Linked DNA regions of Mus musculus: regions 1 and 3 are each linked to region 2. The links are chromatin contacts, called in public HiChIP or PLAC-seq and promoter capture Hi-C maps. All regions are on one chromosome and are shown on one strand. The core of a region is the stretch at or near the end of the contact, and the rest is flanking DNA. Distances in the headings are between cores, read along the strand shown.

What was found. Promoter capture Hi-C pulls out the DNA fragments that hold promoters and counts their contacts. HiChIP or PLAC-seq counts read pairs in DNA pulled down with a chosen protein or histone mark.
Region 1: a contact with region 2 is called in an H3K27ac HiChIP or PLAC-seq map of microglia, with 7 times the contacts expected there. The contact joins the promoter of Ptgr2 here to the promoter of Psen1 in region 2. A contact is called at or near these places in 2 of 39 promoter capture datasets (liver and neural stem cells), 1 of 484 Hi-C or Micro-C datasets (B cells), 4 of 115 datasets of contacts at active chromatin or transcription factors (astrocytes, bone marrow-derived macrophages, microglia and 1 more) and 3 of 9 other capture datasets (adipose tissue, embryonic stem cells and liver).
Region 3: a promoter capture Hi-C map of pre-B cells shows a contact between it and region 2. The contact joins the promoter of Mideas here to the promoter of Psen1 in region 2. A contact is called at or near these places in 9 of 39 promoter capture datasets (the C10 cell line, cranial neural crest, frontonasal cranial neural crest and 6 more), 1 of 484 Hi-C or Micro-C datasets (B cells), 2 of 115 datasets of contacts at active chromatin or transcription factors (the SCID.adh cell line and acute myeloid leukemia) and 1 of 9 other capture datasets (adipose tissue).

What each region holds. Positions count from the first base shown.
Region 1 is chr12:84,283,716-84,286,751 of GRCm38.p6, reverse strand. It overlaps Ptgr2 (prostaglandin reductase 2), which reads right to left and starts at 1,456. Exons shown (of 10, transcript NM_029880.3): 1 at 1,276-1,456.
Region 2 is chr12:83,686,775-83,689,708 of GRCm38.p6, reverse strand. It overlaps Psen1 (presenilin 1), which reads right to left and starts at 1,557. Exons shown (of 12, transcript NM_001362271.1): 1 at 1,416-1,557.
Region 3 is chr12:84,217,463-84,220,544 of GRCm38.p6, reverse strand. It overlaps Mideas (mitotic deacetylase associated SANT domain protein), which reads left to right and starts at 1,664. Exons shown (of 13, transcript NM_001163501.1): 1 at 1,664-1,770. It overlaps Gm46319 (synapsin-1-like), which reads right to left. Exons shown (of 3, transcript XM_030247050.1): 2 at 1,431-2,395; 3 at 893-1,062. The coding sequence ends at 981.

The DNA of each region.
Region 1 (3,036 bases), core at 207-2,706, 600 kb before region 2:
AACAGAGCCAGTGTGATGCCTCCCACCTGTAATTCAGCACATGGGAGGTAGAAGAGAGAGGAATGAGTTCAAAGCCAGACTTAACTACATAACAAAATTCAAGGCCAGAATTCTGGGATATGAGAGACCTTGTCTCGAAAACAAACAAACAAACAAACAAACAAAATCAACCATGACTTACTCACAGGTTCTCCATCTAAAATAAAGATCACATTCAAGACCTGAAGGGCAGTGGGTTAGGAGGCATCATAATGGAGGCAGAGCTGAGTAGACCTCAGTAAACCCCATTTGCTGTTAAATTAAAGTGGGTTTCTAATTGATTCGACCATTCTAAAATACCACCAAAAGATCTGGTTCAATGACAGTCATTAAAAATACGCCTTAAGCATCTGTGTAGCAGACTATTGTAAGGAAAAGCTCACTGAACTCACAAGGGCAAAGGACATGTTCTGTTTCTAGCTGGGTGGGACCTCGGAGGGGTCATATAGTTTATTTCCTGAATGTTTCCAGGCATCCCAGAACTGGGTGAGTTGACATGCTCTAGCATGGTAGCGTCTTACATTTGTAATCCCAGTTATTGGGCAGATGGAATACAGACGGCAAATTCAAGGCCAGCCTGGGCAAATTAGTGAGAACCTGTCCCAAAATAAAAATGAAAAACAGTCTGGCAATATAGCCCAGTAGTAAAAACCTCTTGCCCAGCATGCATAGGGGAGGTGGAAGGCTGATCTTGGACTCAATTCCCAATACAGAAGAAAATAAATTATTAATCAGCTTGCTTAAATACAACTCCGTCCTCAAACACCACCGCCATGAAGTTGCAAACATGCTATCCTTTTCACAGACGCCATACAGGGGCTGAATAACTTGTCCAAGGTCGCACAACTTATCCCCAATATCTTTTAATAAAACACACTTCCTGTTTAGCCGTACTTTGTTCAACCATTCTGCCACAAAGGGCTCTGCTGACCTTCCCTGTGCTGTCTATGCCATCGTGTGCAAATGTCCACCTCAGAAAGCCAACCTTCCTCTATGGCTCCCACGACTAACCACTTTCACAGAAATTACTAGTAATCTCACATTTTCAAGCCGACTTCCTGGATCCTCAGCACCAAGAGGATCAAAACCTCTTGGTGCTGAGGTTTTTCAACATGACATAAGTATACCCCTATGCGTGGCACACAGTAGGCGCTCAATAGATGTTCAAATCTGAAGCACCTCAAACACAGTCGCGCCCAAACTTCACCCTCGGAATTCTTACAAAACGGAGAGCACCTGTTACGGGGCATTCCCTAGTCTAGCGTCCCAAGCTATACCGCCGGTGTCGCCCGGAGCTCGAGGAGGACGCCCACAGGTCACCCTGGCTCGGCACTTCCTCCTTTTCTGCGGGCTTAATCCAGCTTCCGGTGCAGCGATACAGTGGCCCCCCTGCGTGTCTGTCAGTTTGAGATCTCGCGGGATTTGATGAACAGCGAAGGGTCAGCTGGCGGCACGACCTTAGCCCTAGGACCACACTGCGCAAGCGCAGGACTAAGCCGGCCTCCTTGCCCTCTCGTCTCCTAGGGCCGGGGTTTTGAAGTTCATACGCGATCCTTTGGTCCCCAAGGTTGGTGAGAATCACAGGATACGTTGCTAGTCTAGGCAAGGAGTATCCATAAGTTAACCTCATTAGGGCTCCGTGGCCGACCCCGCCTCCAGGACCAAGAGAGCAAATTAACTAATGACTTCAGATCAAGTCCCCTGTGTCCTCTTGTGCCCCCAGAGGTTGAACCCGCGTCCTGGCACGGTCTAGGCAGACGCCCTGACAGCCAGCCCCAGCCTCTGGAAGAAACTTGATTCATGTTAGATTCACTGAGTCTTAGGTTGGGGAATCACAGTGAGAAATAGCATCAAGTCTAACCCTTGTTTTGTAGGTGAACAAGCTGAGATCTAGAGGACTAAAGCAGCGGTTCTCAACCTTCCTAATGCTGTGACCCTCGTGCGTGGTGACCCCCCCAACCATAAAATTATTTTCATTGCTACTTCATAATTGTTATTTTGCTATTGTTTCGACCCGTAATGGAAATGTTTTCCGATGGTCTAAGGGGACCCCAAGAAGCTAGAAACTCATGGTTTGAGAACCACTTGACTAGTCACTATCGGGTGTGGTTTGTTTCTAGAATAACTTGGGATCTCCAGGAACTGCAAACCCTAACGGACTTAATCAAGCGGCTGTAGGAATCGCCCTTAGCACTGTATTCCAGCAAGGGCTAATCGCGGAGCTCTAACTCTGGTATAAAGAGTAGCTGAAAAATACCAGTACCGCCGGCAAATGGGCAGCCATCAGATGGACTGGAGGCCCGGGTAACAGAACATCTGAACATTTTCACTTCGTTTGGAAAACTTGAAGAATGGGGTAGGAGACTGTTACCACATTCCAAATAACTTTCCAGCAGGATCTGATCTCTTGGTGGTCAGCTGAGTGAACCAGAGAAAGAGGAAACGCTCAAAAACAATAAAAGTGATAGCAGAAAACAGAGGGAGACTATAGATTACATCTAAAACTCAAAGAGAAGAAACTTAGTTTGGGCCCTTTTTGATGTGAAGTCCCCTTTTCTCCAGGTCTCAGATGTTCAAAAACTGCATGGAGGAGTTCAGGTTTATTTATTTTCCTCCCTTCTGAATTTTCTCTTCACACTAAGGGTTACAGTCGTTTGTATGACTTGAGTTGTACCATGTATCATATGGGTATTTTTTTCCTGATATGGTTTTATTTTTATTTTTTGTGGTGTGGTGTGGTGCGGTTTGGTTTGCATCACGGTGCCGCTACATAGGCCTGGGTATCCTGGACCTCACTCTGTAGGCCAGGCTGGCCTAGACTCAAAGAGATCCACCTGCCTCTCCCTTCTGAGTGCCTGGACTGAAGGTGCCAGCACTGGCTTTGGTTTTTATTTTCAAGGTTGCGGCCACTGCCATTTTACTAATGTGGAAATGGAGATTAATCACTCAAGCGCCAAGATGAAGGAACTAAACGTAAAGGAACAAGTCCCCAAATGA
Region 2 (2,934 bases), core at 308-2,807:
TGGATTAACAAATCATTAAGACTAATTTCAACTGCTTCTTGTTACCTTTAAAAATGTGTCTGTGGGGCTGGAGAGATGGCTCAGCTGTTAAGAGCACTGACTGCTCTTCTGAAGGTCCTGAATTCAAATTCCAGCAACCACATTGTGGCTCACAAACATCCGTAATGAAATCTGATGCCCTATTCTGGGGTGTCTGAAGACAGCTACAATGTACTCACATATAATAAATAAATAAACCTCTAAAAAATTTTTTAAAAAAGTGTCTGTGGGAACATTTAAAACTAGTATTTGTGGTTCACGCTCATCTTTCAAGGGTACAATGGTACAGAGATCCTTCTAAAACAACACCAGGCCTTTCATTCCTATCGCTGACAATGCTCCCTGAAGCTTCCGTGTTTCTCAGCTTCTGTGACACTGCACTATTGTGGTTTCTGCATTCGTCCTCCTCAGCAGCCTCGTTGTCCTCCTTCTACCTGGCTCTTTGTTGTGTTCCCTAAGTGTCCACCCAGTTCTCTGCTCCAACATCAAACAGCAAATCTACTTAAGTGACCCATGTTTACAGTTTACAGCTCTGACCTCAGGCCATCTTCACCCGCTGTCACTTCAAAAGTACTATTTCCAAACCACTGCCTAACTTCCTTATTTCTCTCTCATTCTCCAAACTTGAACCCAGTCAATCTTATGCGTTAGTTGAACAGATCGCCTGTCCTGCTCACGTTTCTTCTACGTTTCTGTTACTGGAACTCTCATTTCTCCTAGTTATGTAAAAAGTTACCTCAATTGTCTCATGCACTCCGTCCTCCACTACCAGGCGGATGTGCCTGAGCCTCTGTTCGCGGCAGTGCCACATTTGAAAACGTGAAAGGGAAGAACTAGCAAACACTAAAGGCGCCTACAAGCGTCAGACACATGCATCGTGACAGTTCTGAAGAAAGAACAAGCGCCATACGACTCTTCGCCTGCCAACAGACACACTGAGAAGTTAGCCCCGAGTGCCACTCACTCACTTCTGGACTATGACACACTCGGGGCACCAGACGCAGAGTTTCACCAGTTGCTCAAGGCGACCCAGCCTAGGGCGCTTCCTCTATCTCTAGCTCCACTCTGATCGAGAGGCCACCCCTGATGCCAGCCATCTGCTCCCGGCCGCCCGGGGAAGCCAGCACTTCCGGGGTACCAAAGCTCGGAGAAGGCTGCTCTCAGTCTGGCCCCGGCTGGGTTCCGAGAAACCGGCTTCACCCCGTTTCCCACGCGGGGTTCCTCGATCTCCGCCCGCCTGGACCCCGCCCCTCATCCCTAGAGACGCCCGCAGCGCGGCCCTCGGAGACACAGGCCCGCCCGGACCCCCGGCAGGCAGGCGACGGTGAACACGACCGGCAGAGACACCCTCCGCCCCGCACACCCTGGGCACGCACCTTCTCTCTCCGCGCCCGGGCGGCCGGCTCGCAGCCTAGGTTTCCGCCTCAGCTGCCGCTGTTTTGTTTCCGACGAATACTCGCGGCCCACGGAGCAGGTCGTCCTAGGCCCCGCCCTAGAGGTCTCACCGGTGTCGCAACTTCCGGCCTCGGCGACGTTGGCCCCTAGACCCGGGAGGGGACGGAGCTTCCGGTGGCGCGCGCAGGCCACGAGGGCTGGGGGCTGGAGCTGGCCTAATCCACTCGCATAGATGTAAGGATGTGCGCGACCTGAGGCCTCTCTAGGGTTTGAGGCGCGTCTAGCGTTCTTCCAGTCTACAAGTGACATTTTCCCTTGTTTTTGGTTGAGACTGCGATTCGAGCGTTCCCTGCCGGTATCAAACATACCTTGTAGGAAAGGATGGGCTTGAACCTATTTATTTGGTTTCCATGTGTGGGGACACCGTGCCTTGTTTTGTAGTGACATTTTAAATCCAACACTTCCCATTTCTCCACAGTATTTATTTGAACAGTTCCTCAAAACGGATAAAATTTACTGTTTGTACTCTCAATAAACCAAAGCGATTGGTGGGTAAACAGAACCTGAGAAATATCCTATTAGTCTAGGTTCCGAGTCTGAAAGTCTTCCCAGATGGCAAGCTTCTAGAAAGCAAAGAATGTTTCCTATCTTGATTTTTACATCCCTCAGATTTTCCTTAATCGGAGAGACAATTATCAACAGCACACCACACATTTCACTTGGGCAAAAAACAACAGAGAAATTATTCATAATCCCAAATAACCAGAAAACGGCTAATGTGCTTAAGGAGCACACACGAGGAACTAGATTCTACTCCCAACAGAGACAAATACATCGGGATGGTGTTGTATCTGAAATCATAACACTCAGGAGGAGATGGGGCAGGACAGTGAGTTGAAATCGGACTGGGATTCCTAGCAAATTACAGGTCAAACTAAGATACACTGGGTCAAACTTCCTTTTTTCTACTTCCCAGAAGGCCTCGTTCTAAATAGTAGAGCATCCATCTCCATTTTCTCCCAACATTCTCAACCCTGCTTCAATAAACTCAGACTTCACTATTTTCATGCTTAAGATCTTGATACTTTAGTCTTTTCCGCCAGCGGAATGGCAACTGGGAGGAGACATAGCATAACCTTGGGTAGTTTTCCCTCAATCATTTACTTATACCCTCAATCATTTACTTATATGGGAAGAAGGCAGAAAATTGTAGACAGTACAGAACAAGCTCAATACACTTGCTAAACAAGCATAGACTAAAAGCCATTTGCAAACTACATTAATTGCGATCTTTTGGTAGAATGGCAAATGCTGTAAACTATACAGAGAAGCAATTTCGACAAACATTTTTGTGCAAAGATGTTCGTGGAGTACTGGTATATATATAAAAAAATCTCACTGTCCTACAACAAATCTTAGTTCACCTAGGTTATAAAACTCATGAATGGGGCTGGTGAGATGGCTCAGTGGTTAAGACCACTGACTACTCTTCCAAAAGTC
Region 3 (3,082 bases), core at 415-2,914, 530 kb before region 2:
CCACAGAGGATTTAGAATTACAATACTGAACAACAACAACAAAAAAATACTCCATTCCAGTCTTAGCAAATACGGAGTAACACTGTTTTCTTCAGAAGCCTGGTCATTGCTGTAAGGAATTACTTCTATTCCAAAATCAAAATGAGGAGTACCTCCGCCATACCTTCACTCCATCATATGATGAAATAATAAAATGTCAAAGAGTTATACTTAAGTCTATAACATACTTACTTCTTAAGACAATATTATTTTCCATTCACTGCACTTTTTGTGTTTGTAATGTAATAGTAATGTCTCGGTAAAAGGCAGACCCCAGTGCACTGGTAGCTGCAAGATGAAGGAATTCACGCTGCCAGGAGAGCTTGGGTCAGGGTCTACATGCTTCTCATCTTTGGGTGAGCCTGTGGCTTCTCTTGAGGTATTAAGCAGACTTGGGGTGAGGGTATCCCCACATGTTGTTTTCCATTAATCTTACATCACCTTTGACACAAAACCTGTACTCAAGCAGAGGGCTTTCTGGGCTTCAATGAGGAGATGGGAGGTCTGGGAGATATTATCAGGCCAATGTGTTAGTAGGAGTAGTTTGGAAGTGGGAAAGGGAAAATTTTGTCCAGCTTAAGTGGACGTCTCTGAATGGCCTTTTATGGGTCCCTGTTTTCCAGAGCAAGCTTCTGCCTCACTAAACGTTTCTGTTAGGAAAACCTTGCCCTGCAGTTTTGGCTGTCTCCTCCCCCCCCCCCCCCCCCCCCCACACACACACACAGCAAAGGCTAGCCTAGTCCTCTCTCCAACCTAAGGGAATTAGGAGTCTTTCTTTGGGCACTGCTGTGTAACTGCTTTCTTACTGGTCGCCAGAGGCTCAAAAGGCAGCTCTCTGTTGATGTTAGTTTTAATACGCCGAGAAAATTTATTTTGGGCAGTGATAAACTTCAAAATTACTATTGCCTGAAGCTCCTGCGTCCAGGATCCACCTTGTAAAATCACTTCTGGCTAATGATGACACCCGAACGCACCAGGCTCCAGAGATTCTGAGACTTGAGTGCACAAGGAAGAGGTGGGGATCTGAGAAGAAAGGGAACAGAACGACTATTTCCCAGACCCGACGTGGGTGATGACATAGTTCCTGAAATACAATGCATGGTAACATCGTGTACAAGTGCCACCCGGGGAAAGCCACTGACAACTGTGCAGACCTGTAAGGGACATGAGGACGGGAGATTGGAGTTTGGCCTAGCATTATTCAGGGAAATAGTACACTGCTTTCACACATGTCCTCTCTAGTCCAAATAACAAATGAAATGAAAACCTTTATTATCTCTCCCCTCTCTCCCGACTGTATGTGTGCGCGCGCGTGCGTGGGAGGAGGAATGTAGGTGGGGGACTTTTTCCCCTAGGGTCCCTTGAACTCAGCCCCTAGGCTCCAACGCCACCTTTTAGACTCAAGGGAGAGCAGGAAGTCTCCGATCGCACTTTCCCCAAGAGCAGAGTGAGGGTAGGGACGAAGCTTCCACAGCCGCTGCAGCACCGGGAACCGAGGGTCTGGCTGGGGGCCGCGCGGAGGCGCGCGGAGCCGGGGCGCGGGCGGGGCAGGAGGCTGCAGAGCCCTGCGCGCCGCCGCGCGAGCTGCTGGGTCACAGCCGGGACCGCGCCGCCTGCTCGGCGAGGAAGTGACGACTGCGCCGTCCCGAGAGCAACAAAGTTTGAGTCTGCTGGTCGCGCTCGAATTGCGTCCCGCGCCCCCTCGGAGCTGCCCAGGGATCCAGCGTGCAGGTGAGTCGCGGGAGCCTGGTGGCCTTCCCGCCGTGGGGGGCGCCGACGTGGAGCTCGGGGCGGGAGGGGGGATCCGGAATTCGTTGGGGTTCGGCGGCGCGGGCCGGGTCGTGGGACGCTGGGAGTGGGGGTGCAGGAGAGGGACAGGGTGGCGGAGATCTCGGCCGGTGTTGCGCCCCTGAGGTGGTTGTTTTGACTCGGGACTTAGACCGGCCTGGCTGCAGCCTAGCCCTCTCAGGGAGCCACCCCTGAGCGCAGCGATGCCGGGAAGGGGCCTCCCCGGACCTGCGACCGGAGCCAGCCCTACACCCCGCGCCCCATCTCTTCGGGTTGCGTGCAGCTGCTTTTCCAGCCCTTCCCGGTGTTTCCCCGGGAAACGTTCCCTTCCTCTACGCCGCCCTCCACCAGGTTTCAGGAAGGAAGTTACAGGAACTTTCCCTCTACTTTTGTTTGCTCGGCCTTGCAGTGACGAAGAGCAGAGCAACTCAGAAGTTTGGGTCAACAGCCCTATCCATTTCCAACCAGCAAAACCCGAGTTGTCCCCCAGGCCTCCTTGAAACGAGCCCCTCCCGACTCTACACTTTTCCTCCCTCCCTCCCAAGCCCCGAACCCAACAGTAAGCTCTCTAAGGCCTAACACTTTGCAATTTAGCCATAAAAACTGTCAGCACACCCACGTACATATGTGAGTGTTTTCTATATAAAACCCAGAAAGCCGCTTCCAGTGGACTCCGTGGCATCTTGTTCTTTTCTGTGTTCTAAAACGGCTAGGGCTGCAGGAGTTTGCCTGGGAACTTTGATGATGGTTCCCCGCCGCCCGCCCTCGGTAGCCTCGTGCTTCTGGGTCTTTAAAGAACAGCTGAGAAGTTTATGACATCTTTGCATAGTTGCAGGGGTCTTGGCGTGGCCCAGCAGCTGGCGCCAGGGCTCCTTGGTTTGTGCCTGAAGCTGTAGCAGCGGCGGGGACAGGGCGATGTGTGCAGGAATGTGTGTACAGGCCGTGGACAGTTGGAGATGGGATGTCTAGAGCTTGAATAGTGCAGTCCCTAGCAGCAGCTTTCTGCCGGTCTGTAATTACTGCGTGATTGCACAGTCAGGCTTTGTTGGCGTGGATGTTTATACACACGCTATTGTGCAAGCTCTTGGTGGTGGTGAACAAAACGCAGATTTGCATTGCAAATGCTTAGGACAGATCTGGGCCTGAACTGCTGTTCTCGAATTCTTCTTACCCTTTAACTTTTGCTGGATGGTTGTTTCCTTGCCTCTCCCTTAACCTCCGACAGCTTGCTGATCTCCTGAGAGTCTGGCTACTC